3 separate regions of the Sus scrofa genome follow, and regions 2 and 3 are each linked to region 1. Evidence: chromatin contacts called from public Hi-C and HiChIP or PLAC-seq data. All regions are on one chromosome and are shown on one strand. Each heading gives the region's core, a stretch centred on a gene start, on an enhancer-like site or on the middle of the called end of the contact. The rest is flanking DNA. Distances are from core to core; before and after follow the strand shown.

What was found. Hi-C and Micro-C count contacts between places; a contact is called where the count stands out from the background. HiChIP or PLAC-seq counts read pairs in DNA pulled down with a chosen protein or histone mark.
Region 2: a contact with region 1 is called in a Hi-C map of liver, with 4 times the contacts expected there. The contact joins the promoter of TRMT112 here to the promoter of SF1 in region 1. A contact is called at or near these places in 2 of 47 Hi-C or Micro-C datasets (heart right ventricle and liver).
Region 3: an H3K27ac HiChIP or PLAC-seq map of alveolar macrophages shows a contact between it and region 1. The contact joins the promoter of ZNHIT2 here to the promoter of SF1 in region 1. A contact is called at or near these places in 1 of 5 promoter capture datasets (liver), 3 of 47 Hi-C or Micro-C datasets (liver, mesenteric adipose tissue and skeletal muscle) and 1 of 2 datasets of contacts at active chromatin or transcription factors (alveolar macrophages).

What each region holds. Positions count from the first base shown.
Region 1 is chr2:7,389,110-7,393,842 of Sscrofa11.1, reverse strand. SF1 (splicing factor 1) reads right to left here and starts at 2,548. Exons shown (of 15, transcript XM_003122587.5): 1 at 2,205-2,548; 2 at 2,141-2,202; 3 at 1,976-2,138; 4 at 485-613. The coding sequence starts at 2,388.
Region 2 is chr2:7,800,333-7,805,065 of Sscrofa11.1, reverse strand. TRMT112 (multifunctional methyltransferase subunit TRM112-like protein) reads right to left here and starts at 2,882. Exons shown (of 4, transcript XM_003122572.5): 1 at 2,310-2,882; 2 at 2,097-2,198; 3 at 1,877-1,966; 4 at 1,510-1,789. The coding sequence starts at 2,387. The coding sequence ends at 1,682. PRDX5 (peroxiredoxin 5) reads left to right here and starts at 3,111. Exons shown (of 6, transcript NM_214144.1): 1 at 3,111-3,296; 2 at 4,455-4,589. The coding sequence starts at 3,282. ESRRA (estrogen related receptor alpha) reads left to right here. Exons shown (of 6, transcript NM_001170521.1): 5 at 1-101; 6 at 508-767. The coding sequence ends at 767.
Region 3 is chr2:7,072,046-7,076,778 of Sscrofa11.1, reverse strand. It overlaps ZNHIT2 (zinc finger HIT domain-containing protein 2), which reads right to left and starts at 2,122. Exons shown (of 1, transcript XM_003122543.4): 1 at 122-2,122. The coding sequence starts at 1,752. The coding sequence ends at 181. FAU (ubiquitin-like protein FUBI) reads right to left here. Exons shown (of 5, transcript XM_021082866.1): 4 at 4,304-4,359; 5 at 3,968-4,141. The coding sequence ends at 4,016. It overlaps TM7SF2 (delta(14)-sterol reductase), which reads left to right. Exons shown (of 10, transcript XM_003122542.4): 10 at 1.

The DNA of each region.
Region 1 (4,733 bases), core at 1,299-3,798:
TTTTTTTTTCTCTTTCATAAAGTACCTATAAAGAATAAAAGACCACATTTTAGGGAAGGGAAGAATATGAAATTATGGTGAAAGGCCATGCTGTGAGAAAGGTACTTGGTTTACAATACCTGCAATGTGCTCCACTGGGGCCGTGTCCAGAGAGGCGTGAGACACTCACCTCATCAAGTGGCAATGAACAGCAGCTGAAAAGGGTGGGGGAGGGTGCTGGACGGGGGACTATTCTCACTCCTAAGTGGGCCCCTCTACCCTCCTGGCACTCATGGAGAACACTATTGTTACAAGCAGACTGAAACAAAAAGCTACAAATGCAGGCCTCTTGGAGCAAAAGTGAATTATATCAAAGTCACAAGCATACCTGACAACACCTCCTCTCAAGAAAAGAAAACACTTCAAAGTCTCAAACTTTGAACAGATAAAATGTTTCTCAGAATAATAACGTGAAAAAGCGTTTGGGTGCAGAACGTGTATTTACCTATATAAGCTCTTTCTTGTTCCCGAGTAAGTCCAGGGGGGATAACTGTAGGCATTCCTGGAATCACTGTCTTCTGTTCCATTGTGTCTTGGTTCCAGCGGCTCCTCTTCCGTTTCTTACTTGGGAAGTCTAAAGAAGAGAAAGTTCATCAGATGCAAATATAAACTACCAGGATAACTTCCGACAGGCAGTTCAGGGTACTAATGGTCCTACACACAACCTCAGCAGACTGTGAAACAGAACGTGACCTAAAATGAAATGGCAAAGAATGAAAGACAAGACACACACACACACAAATATGGCCACTAGAAGGATACCTGGACCAGAGTCTGAAAAGTTAACATTCCACATTTACAGTTTTTGACCACAGAAATTCTGCGAAGCACGAGAACAACCTAAATCTCAACGCACAGTTTCAAGTAGTGAAATAAAGTGTTGAGGACATATATGTATATTACACAGTTGCCCATGAACACATTAACAGCCCCAGAGGCAATAAGAGCAGACTCAATATTCAGACAAGTCCATAAAACAACACTGGGACCTGCTGGCTCCTCCCACTTCCACCTCCCCACCTGTCACCTTTTGAAGGGAGCCAGAACACAACCAACCTTACGGTTACTAAGTGAAAAAGTTCCTTCAGCAAGATCACTTTCTTTCTAAGTTTAGCTAAGATCAGCGTTGAGTTTTCCTGGCCAGTTAGTTGGTCACTTAATGTCTAAAGGATACATCAAAAGGTCAACAAAAAACAAGCTACACAATAGTAGCCAAATCCTCCTACCCTAGTCCACAGGCAGAACTCCCTAGCACTTGGTTCACAAAAGTGTTCCACTTCTCAGGAGCTAGGCCTAAGGGGAAGCCTCAAGAGAGGAAGGCGGGTCAGACTTCTTTTAAGGTACATAAAGGAAGATAAGAAGGAGAATTTCCTTCCCCAAAATGAACCCCCCCACACACACCAAAAAACCGGACCCAACCATCCCCTAAAGACTTTCAATCTCTTTCATTCTCTGCAATGAAAACGCTGCCTTACTGTAGAAACAGAGGAGCTACTCTCTGTACTTTCCTCCCTTTACGACTCTTCTACAACCAGAAAAGGATGTTCCACGTCATCAGTTGACCCTTCCAAGCCCTCCAGACATGCACACCCAGCACCCCATCCACCCACTCGACCCCTCCACACCACTCCCCTACACTAGGAGTGGAGAACAAGAGAGCTCCCGCCAGATTTTAGTGGGGGCCTTAAGGCCCGGCCGCCACACTGCGCCTGCGCGCAACAAACCTCCTCCCGCCGTGCCCCCACCCCTTCCCCTACCGCGCGTGCGCACTCGAGGCCCGAGAACCAGGCCGCGCGCCCCGTGGCGCCTCCGCCCGGGCCTCCCCGTGCGCGCGCGCGCCCCTGCCGCGTGCAGCCGCCGTCGCCACCGCCGCGCGCCCCTCAGCCGGCCGGGCCCATCCGCGCGGCGCCTCTCGCGCTCTCTCGGCCCGACTCACCTCCTCCGCCGCCGGCCGGGCCCGGCTGCTGGTCCTGACGCGGCGGCTGGGGTGGCGGCGGCGGCGGCTGCGGTGGCGACACGCGCTGGTAGAGCGGCGGCGGAGGGGGCGGCTGCGGCGGTGGGTACGAGGAGCCCGGGGAGGGCGGCGGCGGCGGCGGCTGCTGGGGAGGCGGGGGGGCGGCGGCGGCGGCGGCGGCGGTGGCGGAGGCAGCGCCGCGAAGGGAAGGCCGCGGTCAGGGCCCCCACCGAGCCCACAGGCGGGGGCGGCGGCGGCCCGGGCACCAGCAGCCCCGCCCCAGGCCCGGGGGCAGGCGGTGGCCCCGGCTCGAAGCCCCCTTTGGGGCCGGGGATGGGGGGAAGGCCGGGGGGGCCGAGCTTACCCAGCGGCGTGGCGTTCGCTCCAGTCGCCATGGCGCCCCCGGGGACCGGCACCGGCGGCTCCTTTTCGGCGGCGACGGCTTCTCCTTCGTGACTCTTCCGAGGGGAGGGAACCTGACTGCGTTCCGCGGAGCGCGCGGATCCCGTCCTCTCACGCGGCGGGCGGGCGGCGGCGGCGGCGGCGGCGCGAGACGCACAAAGAGGGAGGAGAGAGGGCGCCGCGGGGGCGGGCCGGGGGCGACGGGGCCGGAGCCTGGATTGGCCCGGGCCGAGGCAAGGGGTCGAAATCTGCGGCCTCCGATTGGTGGAGCCTTAGCCCTTCTCGATGTGCGTTGGGATTGGCCGGACCGTTAGGCCTGGCGAGGAAATGGCGGCCGAGCCTGGCGAGCTGGGAGGTGTCGCAGCGCGCACTTCATTTGTTACTGCGCGGACTGAGCTCGGAGTCCAGAAAGGAGGGGATCGGGTGGGGCAAATTCTATGACGTGTGGGGCCAACAGCTCTATCATTGGCTGGAATTGATGGAGTCAATCAATCACGATTGCGTCGTAGTGTCATGGGATTGGCTGTCGCTGTTTCGATTCTTTCTCTACTCCCCTCCCACGGGGAGTAGTCTCGCCGGGTTTAAGCGAGAGGTCGCGCCGGAAAAGCCCAGGCCGAATGAGATTTAAGGTCGGGGAGGAGTGGAGCAAGAGCGCGCATGCGTAGATGGTCAGAGCCGCCTTTCAGGCCCTGGCTTCCCTGTCGATCTTCGGTCCGGCGCGGAAGCCCTAGATGACGTCAATCCTCGATTCCCATGGTAACCCGGAACCGAGGGACGGGGGAGGGGCTGGCGCGCGCCCGTAAACTTGATCCGTTGACGACTCAGGTAAAAGGAGACTTCCTGTTTTCTTTGAAAAAAATTAAAAATGGGGAAAAAAGCTACAAAGTAGAGTCCTACTAAGGGATTAAAAATGGTATCTGAGCCGATGGAGGTACAGGTATCTTAGATAGAAAGCAATATGAAGTTGTCAATTCCGAAAATTGGTTTACAGATACAGTGCATTGGAATTAGAATTCCCAACGTGATTGGGGTTGATTAAATCATGTCATATCAAATAATAACTATGGAAATAGTGGGGAAACTTGTAAATGAGGTTGAGAGGAGCTTGCTTTTCCAGAGGATACGCATATAAAAGATACAATAATGAAACAATGTGGTATTGTTGTGGGAAAGGCAAATTAGTGAAACAGAGAAGTCTGGAAAAAGATTCTCCAACAAGGCAAAGACTTAGCTAGTAAATGGTATAAAAAGTTCTAAATCTCAATAGTAAAACAGACATAGAAATTATCAGGGTCGGAGTTTCCTTCCTGGCTCAGCGGTTAACGAACCCGACTAGGAACCATGAGGATGTGGGTTCGATCCCTGGCCTTGCTCAGTTGGTTAAGGATCTGGCCTCGCCATGAGCTGTAGTGTAGGTTGCAGACACGGCTCCGCTCCTGTGTTGTTGTGGCTGTGGTGTAGGCCGGCAGCTGTAGCTCTGATTCGACCCCTAGCCTGGGAACTTCCATAGGCTGCAGTGTGGCCCTAAAAAAAAAAAAAAAAGAAAGAAAGAAATTACTAGTCATCTATAGGTAGAGTCTTTATGAAGACTTATGAAGACGAGAAACTCACATGAAAGATGTGGAGTTTGCATTGTGGCTCAGAGGTTTAGAAAACTGACTAGTATCATGGATGTGAGTTAGATCCCTGGCCTTGCTAATTGGTTAGGGATTGGGCAATGCCCTGAGCTGTGGTGTACGGTCACAGATGTGGCTCAGATTCCCCCATTGCTGTGGAGATGCAGCTCGGATTTGACCACTAGCCTGGGAACTTCCATATGCCACAGGTGCAGCCTTAAAAAAAGCAAAAATAAATAAATGAATAAATAAATAAAAGGGATATTTGATTACTCAAGAAAGTAACCCAATGATCGAAGTCAACAGACTATAACACTTAGGAAGATATTTGCTTTTTAGAGCCACGCCCGCTGCATATGGAAGTTCCCAATCTAAGGATCAAATTGGAGCTTCAGCTACCAGCCTATGCCAGAGCCACAGCAATGGGGATCCAAGCTACGTCTGAGACGACACCACAACTGGTGGCAATGCTGAGTTCTTAACCCACTGAGTGAGGCCAGGGATCGAACCCACATCCTCATGGATACTAGTTGGGTTCTTTTCTGCAGAGCCACAGTGGGAACTCCAAAAATATACCTTCCCTACATATCTAAAGAGCTAATATCTACAATATGCAAAAAAAGTCTTAAAAACTAGAAAAAAGGAGTTTGGAGTTCCCGTCATGGTGCAGCAGAAACGAATCCAACTAGGAACCACGAGGTTGCGGGTTTGATCCCTGGCCT
Region 2 (4,733 bases), core at 1,633-4,132, 410 kb before region 1:
ACTGGGGGCTGCCTTGCTGCAACTGGTGCGGCGACTGCAGGCCCTGCGGCTGGAGCGTGAGGAGTATGTTTTGCTCAAGGCCCTGGCCCTTGCCAACTCAGGTGAGTCTGGGGCAGCTGCTGACAGGTGTTTCCATAAGGCCCTGGGGTTGTTAACACTGATGGTAGCACAGTCCCATTTTGCAGACAAGGAAAACTAAGGCTTAGGAAAGAAGAGTGATGTGCTGAAAGTCACAAAGCCAGGCAAGGGCAGGCCCAGAAACCGCAGGTAGGAGTTGAGCCCTAGTGCCCCTCCTTCTGCAGAGAGGTGAACCATTTAGTGGGAGGAAGTGATGGGGATAGGAGGCTGCACCTCAGGGAGAGAGGGTGGGCCCGGGCTCATGGGCAGGCGCAGTGAGTGGAGCCCCAGCAAATCCTTGTCTGGGTCCTGCCTGGGTCCCTATCCAGCAGTACCCATAGATATGGCTCTGCCCTTTCTGGAATCAGCGGCTCTTGCCTCTCCTCCCAGACTCTGTGCACATTGAAGATGCTGAGGCTGTGGAGCAGCTGCGAGAAGCTCTGCATGAGGCCCTGCTGGAGTATGAAGCTGGCCGGGCAGGCCCCGGAGGCGGGGCTGAGCGGCGGCGGGCAGGCAGGCTGCTGCTCACGCTGCCACTCCTTCGCCAGACAGCGGGCAAAGTGCTGGCCCATTTCTATGGGGTGAAGCTGGAGGGCAAGGTGCCCATGCACAAGCTGTTCTTGGAGATGCTCGAGGCCATGATGGACTGAGGCAAGGGCTGGGCACGGGTGGGGGTGCTGGCAGGACCCGCTCAGCATAGGGTCCACCCAGAGGGGCAGAGCTGGGGTCTGGGCAGTGCCACAGCCTGCTGGCAGGGCCAGGGCAACACCATCAGCCCCTGGGAGCAGGCCCTACGCCCTCCCTCCCCCCTCCCAGGGGGTGTTAGAAGCTGGCAACGTGTGCCCAGGCTCTGGGCACAGTGCTGCCCCTCGCAAGCCATAACGTGCCCCCAGAGTGTAGGGGGCCTTGCGGAAGCCATAGGGGGCTGCAGGGGACATGTTTGTGTGTGTGGTGGGGGGGGAGCAGACGCCTGATCTCAGGGAGGGAAGGGAGTGGAGGCCACAGTCTCCCAGTGGGTGAAGCTTTTGCTGCTGCTTATTCCGACTTCCTCTCCAGACCAGAGGGGGATTTGGAGAGCAAAGGCCCCTGCTCTCTTCGCTCTTCTCCTCATCATTTGCATTGGGCATTACTGCCCCCTCCCCTTGAAGCAATAACTCCAAGCAGGCTCCAGCCCCTGGACCCCTGAGGTGGCCAGGGCCCCCCCATCAGCTCCCACCCAGCCTCCTCAGGGGGTAGGGAGAGCACTGCCTCTATGCCCTGCAGAGCAATAACACTATATTTATTTTTGGGTTTGGCCAGGGAGGCGCAGGGACATGGGGCAAGCCAGGGCCCAGAGCCCTTGGCTGTACAGAGACTCTATTTTAATGTATATTTGCTGCAAAGAGAAACCGCTTTTGGTTTTGAACCTTTAATGAGAAAAAAGAATATAATATCGAGCTCAATAACACTGTGTTTGGTGTGTCACTGGGCCCGGGGTCGGGGATACAAAGGAACTAGCAAACAAGACTTATGTACACAAAAACACACACGGTCACAGAATGACAAACTGGTGCCCGGCACCGTTTTAGGTCTTGGTTTCCTCATCCGTCAGCAGCATATTGGGGATCCCACGGCTGATGGGAAATAAACGTCCAGACTCTGGGCACTGCAGGGTGCCCTCCAACACATCCACCTGCAGGAAAAGGGTTACAAAGCTGAGCACTGGCAGCCTCCAGGTGTGAGTACAGGGCTGCAAAGCAAGTGACAGGCAGGTTCTCACCTCCAGCAACACGTGGTGCATCTTCCTCAGGAATGTCTCATCGTGCTCGTATCCCTGAATCGGCTCTTTGGGCACCTCGACCAGATGCAACTGTGGGCAAGACGCCTAAATCATCTCTGGGGATCCCCGACCCTCGCCCCGAGGCCAGGCTCCTTGGCCTGGTGTACAGGGCTGCAGGGACACCACCCCCGAGGACGTGCAGGGGAGGGAGGGTCCTCACGGTGTCGGCCGCCTCCAGAAGCGCCGCCCACTCTACTTTGGGTATCATACGCGCCACGAAGTCCGGGTTGAACTCGACGGGGTTGATGCGGACCTCGGTGGCCTGCGGGGCGGAGAGACTTTAGTCAGACAAAGCCCGGATCCTGGTTTTCCTAGTCGCCCCCCACCCCGCGCCCGGGAGAGGGGGCCTGAGGTCGCCCCCGACAGCGGGTACCTGGAGACGCAGTGGGAAGCCACGGGTCCCCACCCCCCGCACATGCGAGCTCAGCAAGTTGTGGGTGAGCAGCTTCATGTCGCCACAACGCGCTCTCGCCAAGCCCGAGCCGGAAAGAGCCCGGATCCCGCTGGCGTCACTTCCCGGCCGCTCCGCTCTAGCCTATCGGACATGTGGGAGGAGCGGAAACAGCGAACTTGCTGGAACTTCTTGCGCTCGCGGGAGAAGAGGTGGGATGGGATCACGCGCGGCTCCCGGAAGCATCTCAGCAGGAGCTTGCTATGACGCAGGCCCAGTGGTTTTGGCTGACAGACCTCCAATTGCTACAAATCGTGTACAATGCAAATTACGTGTAAAACAGCGGGGATGCAGGAGTCTTCGTTGAATGCAAAATAAAAATGTTTTACTCGCATACAGGCGCCTGACACCACCGTTTCTCTCCCCTCGCCACCTCGTCCTCGCTTTCGGTGAAGGAACGGAAATACCGCCCCAATTTGTAACTTCTGCCCATCAGAACAGGCACCCTATCCTTGAAGGAAAATAAGCTGCGGGGCAGCGGAAGGCTCCGCCTACAGGAAGGTGCGCCATTGATCCCGTCCCTACATCAAATCCGCCGAGATCGCCGAAAGTTCCGCCCCTGCGCGCGCCGCCCGCGCCTGCGCAGTGGCGGCGCCTCGCCGGCCACCTGGGGCGTCCAAGCCCCGCCCCTTGCCCCGCCTTTCGCCGGGTTACGTAGCCCGTTGGGCAGGCCTCCGACTCAGCCTCTAGGTGGGGGTGGAGCCGTTGGGGCTTCCAGGCTCCGCAGGCTGTTGGTGCGGCTGCGCCTTCTGCGCAGCCCGGCAGGTTTGGTGGGCTCCCGGGCGACTGCCGTTGAGTGTGCAGCAGTGGCAGCGGCGGGAGCCGAGGGTGCCTGGAAGGAGACCTCGAGTGGACGCTTGGCAGGGTCCGAGATTTGAGAAGCGCGGTGTAGCCATGGCCCCGATCAAGGTGACTGCTGGACCAGCCAGTCCTGACCCCCGACCCATCTTCGTCCTCCCCACCTCCCCCGCCTGTTTCTCCAAGGCCCTTCGTCCCCCTTGTCTCGGAGAGAGACACCCTCTTTCTTGCTCTCCGGCCCCAACCCGCCGCCCTAGAGGTACCTCACGCCTGTCTGTCCCTCTCATCTCTTCAACAGACCCTGTGGCTGCAACATTTTCGCCAGTTTTACCGGCCTCGGGTCCCTACCCCCCATCACCTGGGACAGTCCCCATGGTCCAGGGCCTTCCCCTCGTCTTCCGTTCCCCGTTCACTCCATGGGTCTCCACCAGTTTCAGGAGATTGAGTATGGCTTCCCCCACCATATGGAACCATCTCCTTTGCCCTTTCCAGCCCCCATAGGTGCCCTCCCCTATACCCTCCCTCTGGCTCTGTCGTGCTGTTGGATATCCCACTCTTCTGCCAAGTTTAATCTCCTGGGACCATTCCCAGCTCCTTGGGACTCCCCCTGCCCCACCGTCTTCTGAGACCCCCTCCTCCTTTTGCTTCATCCTCCAGCTAACTGCTGCGTTTCTCCGAGGCTCTCCCCTCACCCCCGAATCTCCTCCGGTTTGTCTACCTCCTCTGGCCCCATGAATCCCACACACACTCCCAGGTCCACTGATTCTTCCCCCCTTCCAGAGATTCCTTTGCTCATTCTCTACCTTCTGGTTATAGGGACCTGCATCCCTCCTCCCAAACCCTCCCACCTTCTTCTGCTGTCCTACCTTTTTCTCTTCTTGGGGTGGGACCTTCAGACATGGCCAGTGTCCCTTCCCTCTGGGTCCCTTAGGGCCTCTTCCTCCTGCCCATTTATCCCACTCCTTTCCTGTAAGTTCGCTTGTTTACTCAACCTCTTGCGACACCCAGGGGGGCCTTCTCCCACTTCTTCTGTTGTCACCAACTGGCCCTTAAGAGGAATCGGGCCACCTTGAAACCTGAAGGGTGTGGGATAACCAGGTGGCGGCTGGGGAGGCATCTCTGAAGCTCTGACAGGGTTGGACTTTGCCGCTGGGTGTCTTCCCCTGACTGGGCAGGGCTACTAGGCCCTCTGTGCTGCCCCCCGCCCCCACCACCGTGCCCTTGGCCTCCCTCGCACCCACCCCCTTACCTGGCTGTCATTGCCTCTAGGTGGGAGATGCCATCCCATCGGTGGTGGTGTTTGAAGGGGAGCCTGAGAAAAAGGTGAACCTGGCAGAGCTGTTCAAGGGCAAGAAGGGGGTGCTGTTTGGAGTCCCTGGGGCCTTTACTCCTGGCTGTTCCAAGGTGAGACTCCCCCTTCTGGGGCTCAGACCTGGTGTATGTGGAGGTTGTTCACTAACCTCCATGTAGTCCCGGGGCAGCTTGTATCCAGAGGGTGTAGATGATGCGGTAGTTAAGAGAGCATACGAGGTTTTTATTTTATTTTAT
Region 3 (4,733 bases), core at 873-3,372, 320 kb after region 1:
TGGTGGTGCTTCTCTTCCTTTCTGGGGCCAGGCTGTTTAAGAAATAGCTGGGTCAGCTCTGATCTGGGAGAAGCTGAGAGGTAGTCTGGGGGTGGCTGGGACAACAGCTGTCACTCAGAAATGGGCACCTGTGACAGGGCAGACCAGTCGCAGTTTTATTAATGACAGAGTGTCTCCAGTTCAGCCCGGGAGCTCCTCAATGAGAGTCCTGGGGGCAGGTGGCAAGGGGCCTCCCCAAAGCTGCTCCAGCTCCCCAGTGAGGGCTGCCACCTCCTCGGCTGCGACAGCGTGGGCTCGGTGTGCCCTGGCACAGTCTAGAGCCAACGGTGTGAGGGCCACTTCATTTTCGTTCGTCCAAGCCAGCAGGAACTGGCACTTCTTTCGGGCCCGGTAGAGGCGATCTCGCTCTTCGGTGGCCACGGCTTGTTTCCGGGCCCGGCCCAGGGTCTGAGCCAGGTCCCCCAGGGCTGCCAGCGTGTAGCCTTTCTGGTTGGCCGGGCCCTCACCCAGCAAGATGCGGGCGGCTTCTCGCATGGCACCCCGTGTGCCCAGGGGCCCGGGCGGATGCTCGCCTGCTTCCAGCACATGGGCTGCGGCCTGCAGGGCTTCCTCGGCAGAGGTGAAGACTTGCTGGGCGCCCAGGGCTCCAGAAACGCCGAGCAGCGTGGCACAGAAGTCGGAGAGCAGCGCCTCGTCGCCGCCGTGATACAGGGCCAGAGTGTGTGCGTAGGCGAACAGCACATTGGGCAGCTGGAAGCGCACGAGCGGCGACGCGCGGCCCCTGCTCAGGCTGGCCAGTGTGGGGATCCGGGTGGGCACGGCGGGCGCGCAGACCCCGGGGGCGTCTCCGGGAGTCGGCCCGGCGGCCGCGGGCTCATCCTTGACGGGTTCCGGCGGCGACCCCGCGGGGGCAGGCTCCAGCTCATCGGCGTCACGGCCCGGAGCATCACCCAGTTCCTCCAGAAGCCTCGGCCCGGCCCCACGACCCCACCACCACGGCCGCCACGGGGGCAGCAGCCGCCCGGCCTCGCCCCGGCTCAGCAGCCGCTCGAAAGCCGCCTTCTCGGCCGGGGCCAGCCGCTCCCAGAGTCCTGAGAGGCCGCCGGGCGCCGGGCCAGGCCTGAGGCCTGCGTCCTCGGGCTCATCCTCGGTCTCGCGTTGCTGACGCAGCCGGCGCAGGGCGCTGGCCAGGCGGCTGGGTGAGGCGCTGCGGCCGCGCAGCTCTCCCAGCACCTGGTCACGGTAGAAGTCTTCAGCGCAGGTGCCATGCGCCCGGTAGCAGCGCAGCGAGCAGTAGGGCACATTACAGCGAGGGCAGGTGTAGCGCGCCGGCTGGGCCTCCCCGGCCGGGCAGATACCACAGGGCCCGGCCGGCTCCATGGCAACTGGCGCCGCAGGCCACCCGGGAACGCACAGGATCGGAAACTTCCGGCGCTTCTCGGTTACTTCCGCCCCTCCGCGGGGCCGACGGAGCGCAGAGTCGGAGCCCTGAGGACTCTCGGCAGTTTCCGCCCGCACTCGGCAGTCAAGCCCCACCCCTCTCTCGAGCAGCGCTAGGGGAGGAGCGAGAGCTGCGAGCATCGTCAACGCCTCCCGCGGAGCCCCACCCTGCGCGCTGGGAAAGGTAGTGCGTCCCGCAGGGCGCTCTGGTGGTGCCAGCTCGCCCCCTAGTGGTTGCCTTTTTTGCACGATAAATCGCTGTGGCGAAACCCAATCGATCTTTGCTGAGCACCTATTATATGCCAAGCCCATTGGAGATGAGACGTCTCTGCGCTGGACACAAAGCGGAGTGGAAGGAAGGCCGAAGTGGGGCACCTAGTCTAGACTGGGCGTGTGTGTTGGGGACATTTCCCCCTCCTTTTTTTTGTCCTTTTTTTTTTTTTTTTTTTTTAAGGGCTGCACCTGCCTGAGCTAGGGGTCTAATCAGAGCTGCAGCTGCTGGTCTGTGCCAGAGCAGCAGCAATGCCAGATCTGAACCGCGTCTGCCACCTACACCACAGCTCACGGCAATGCTGGATTGTTAACCCACTGAGCAAGGCCAGGGATCAAATCCACAACCTCATGGTTCCTAGTCGGATTCGCTTCTGCTGTGCCACAATGGGAACTCCATTTAAATTTTTTAAAAATTATTTCCCTGATGCAATTTTTTTTTTCTACTGTACAGCATGGTGACCCAGTTACACATACATGTATACATTTTATTTTCTCACATTATCATGCACATTTCGCCTTTTAAGAAAGCAACATTAACAAATATCTGAGCTCCTGCTTAACTTTGCCCTCCACGCTAGGCACCGGTAACACACTGAGGAGCAAAAAGGCAGAGAGTTCCCACTGTGGTGCAGTAGGTTAAGAATTTGACTGCAGGGAATTCCTGTTGTGGCTCAGTGGGTTAAGAGCTCAACTAGTACCTATGAGGATGCTGGTTAGATCGCTGGCCTCACTCAGTGGGTTAATGATGCGGCATTGCCGTGCGCTAAGCTGCAGCGTAAGTCCCATAGGCTTGGCTCTGGCGTCGCTCTGGCTGTGATGTAGGCCAGCAGCTGCAGCTCTGATTCAACCCCTAGCCCAGGTAGGAACCTCCAAATGTTCATATGCTGCAGGTGAGGCCCTAAAATGAAAAAGAGAAAGAAAGGAGGGGGAGAGAGAGAGAAAGGAAGAAAGGAAATCCGACTGCAGCAGCACTGGGGTGCGACCATATACAAAAGGGTACCTGTCCTAATAGAGCTTAGTTTGTGGTAGTGGTGTGGGGGAGTGACTGACCCACAAACTGTGCCTCGATCCACGGCACCCCTGAAAGTAAGCTCTAGTTCTGTGGTCCTTCACTCACACCCAGTCCTGCCTTTGGGCTGCCTTCGAAATTCCTTGTCTTTATCTCAACATGGCCCATTTATTTGCCCACCAAGTTCTGGATGGATTTGAGGAGTCTGCTCATTTTTTGCACCCCCTCCACCACTGGTGGCCTAAGCTACTTATTCCTCAATTGGATGGCATCAGCTTAACTGGCTTCCTAATTTTCTTACCTGCCAGCCCTCCAGAAAAGTCAGCCAAAGAAAATACTAGACAAGTCAGATCACACGAGACCCTTGTTAAAACCCTTACCTGCACTTGGTAACTTTATATTGCACTTGGGACTCCAACCCAAACTCTTCTCCATGTCTGACAAGACCCTGCAGACCTGCACACACCTTTGCACACAGTTCTCTTGGTTGAACTCTCACCATCTCACTTCCTGATGGGCTCCTGTTTCAGGTCTCACATAGCCCATCCTCAGACCTCCCGAAAGATAGGGTATAGCTCTCCGCCCTCACACTCCCCTTCATTACAGCACCCTGCCTACTTTTCTTTGAAACTGTAACACTTTTAAGTATTTAGTTCCCTTGTTTTCCCCACAACATGCTAAACCCCTAGAAGGCATGGGGGCCAGTATCTTCCAGAACAATCACTACAAAAGACACAAATAACCAACATGTTTGTGTTTTCTACATGGCAGGCAGATTCGGATTTAAGCACTTGACACAATTTAATCTTCACAGCAACTCTCAAGAGATGATGGCAGAGATTAAATAGTTCATGCCAGTAAATAAATGCAACAAGTATCCAAACTCAAGACAGTTCAAGTCTAGAGCCTAAAGTCTTCACCGCATAACATGCCGTATTCCAAGAACCGGCAGACTCTGAATGGTATGCATGCATTGCTAGGAGGGAACCTAAATCGACCCCAGAGAACCCCACTTCTAGAAACACTGAAATAATCAAACTGATTAGGTTAGCAAAACCAGCCAGTCAGAACAAACAAAATCACTAGGACCAATTGGTTTACCAGCCTTCCCCCCCCCCCCCAAGTTGCTGACTCTACTCCACTGCTAAGAAACCAAAACGAGACCTGTTTTTCACAACACCAGCCCTAGAACTAGAAGCCACATCTCTCTCTGAGGCCTGCACAAATGAAGATGAAACAATGAGATGATTGGACTAAGTGGCTTTATTAGTGAAAGCCGGGATTACAAAGGACTTAAGAGTTGGCATTGGGTCCCTTCTTCTTGCCAAAGGTGGGCACGACATTGACAAAGCGCCGGTTGTATTGCATACGTCTCTTGGCCCGGCCGGTCTTCTTCTTCTTTTTCTCTTGTTTGGCCACCTGGGAAAAGGGAGATTTGATCAGCCCAGGGTTGCCTCTTCCACCTTCCCTCAGGTTCACTGCCAGCCAGGAAGAGAGCAAACATGGCAAGAGCCAAAGGTTTTGGCTTAGCTGTGTCAGGGGAAAAAAAGTCCAAACACCACCACTAATACTCTCACTCACCTTGGGAGTCTGACCTCTGACTTTCCCAGCACGGGCCAGGGAACCATGAACTTTACCTGTGGTAAGAAAGGAGGACAGCAGTTAGAACAAGAAGGCCCCACCCAGCAGAATCCTTTCTCCCTCAACTCAAGCTTTAAAGGTAAGATGGGCCCAACAGGGAATTAAAACAAAGTCGTAGAGATCTGAACTCTGACCAAGAATATCCAGTCTAGTACATCCTGGGGTTTCACTTCAGGATTTTCCAGCTCCTGACTTACACCACAGCTCATGGCAACTTGGGATCCTTAATCCACCGAGCAAGACCAGGGGGTGGAACCCGCATCCTCATGGATACTCGTTGGGTTTGTAACCTGCTTAGCCACAAAGGGAACTCCAGCTCCTGACTTTAAACAAGACCTAGAGAGCACCTTGGTGATCTGCTCTAACCTCC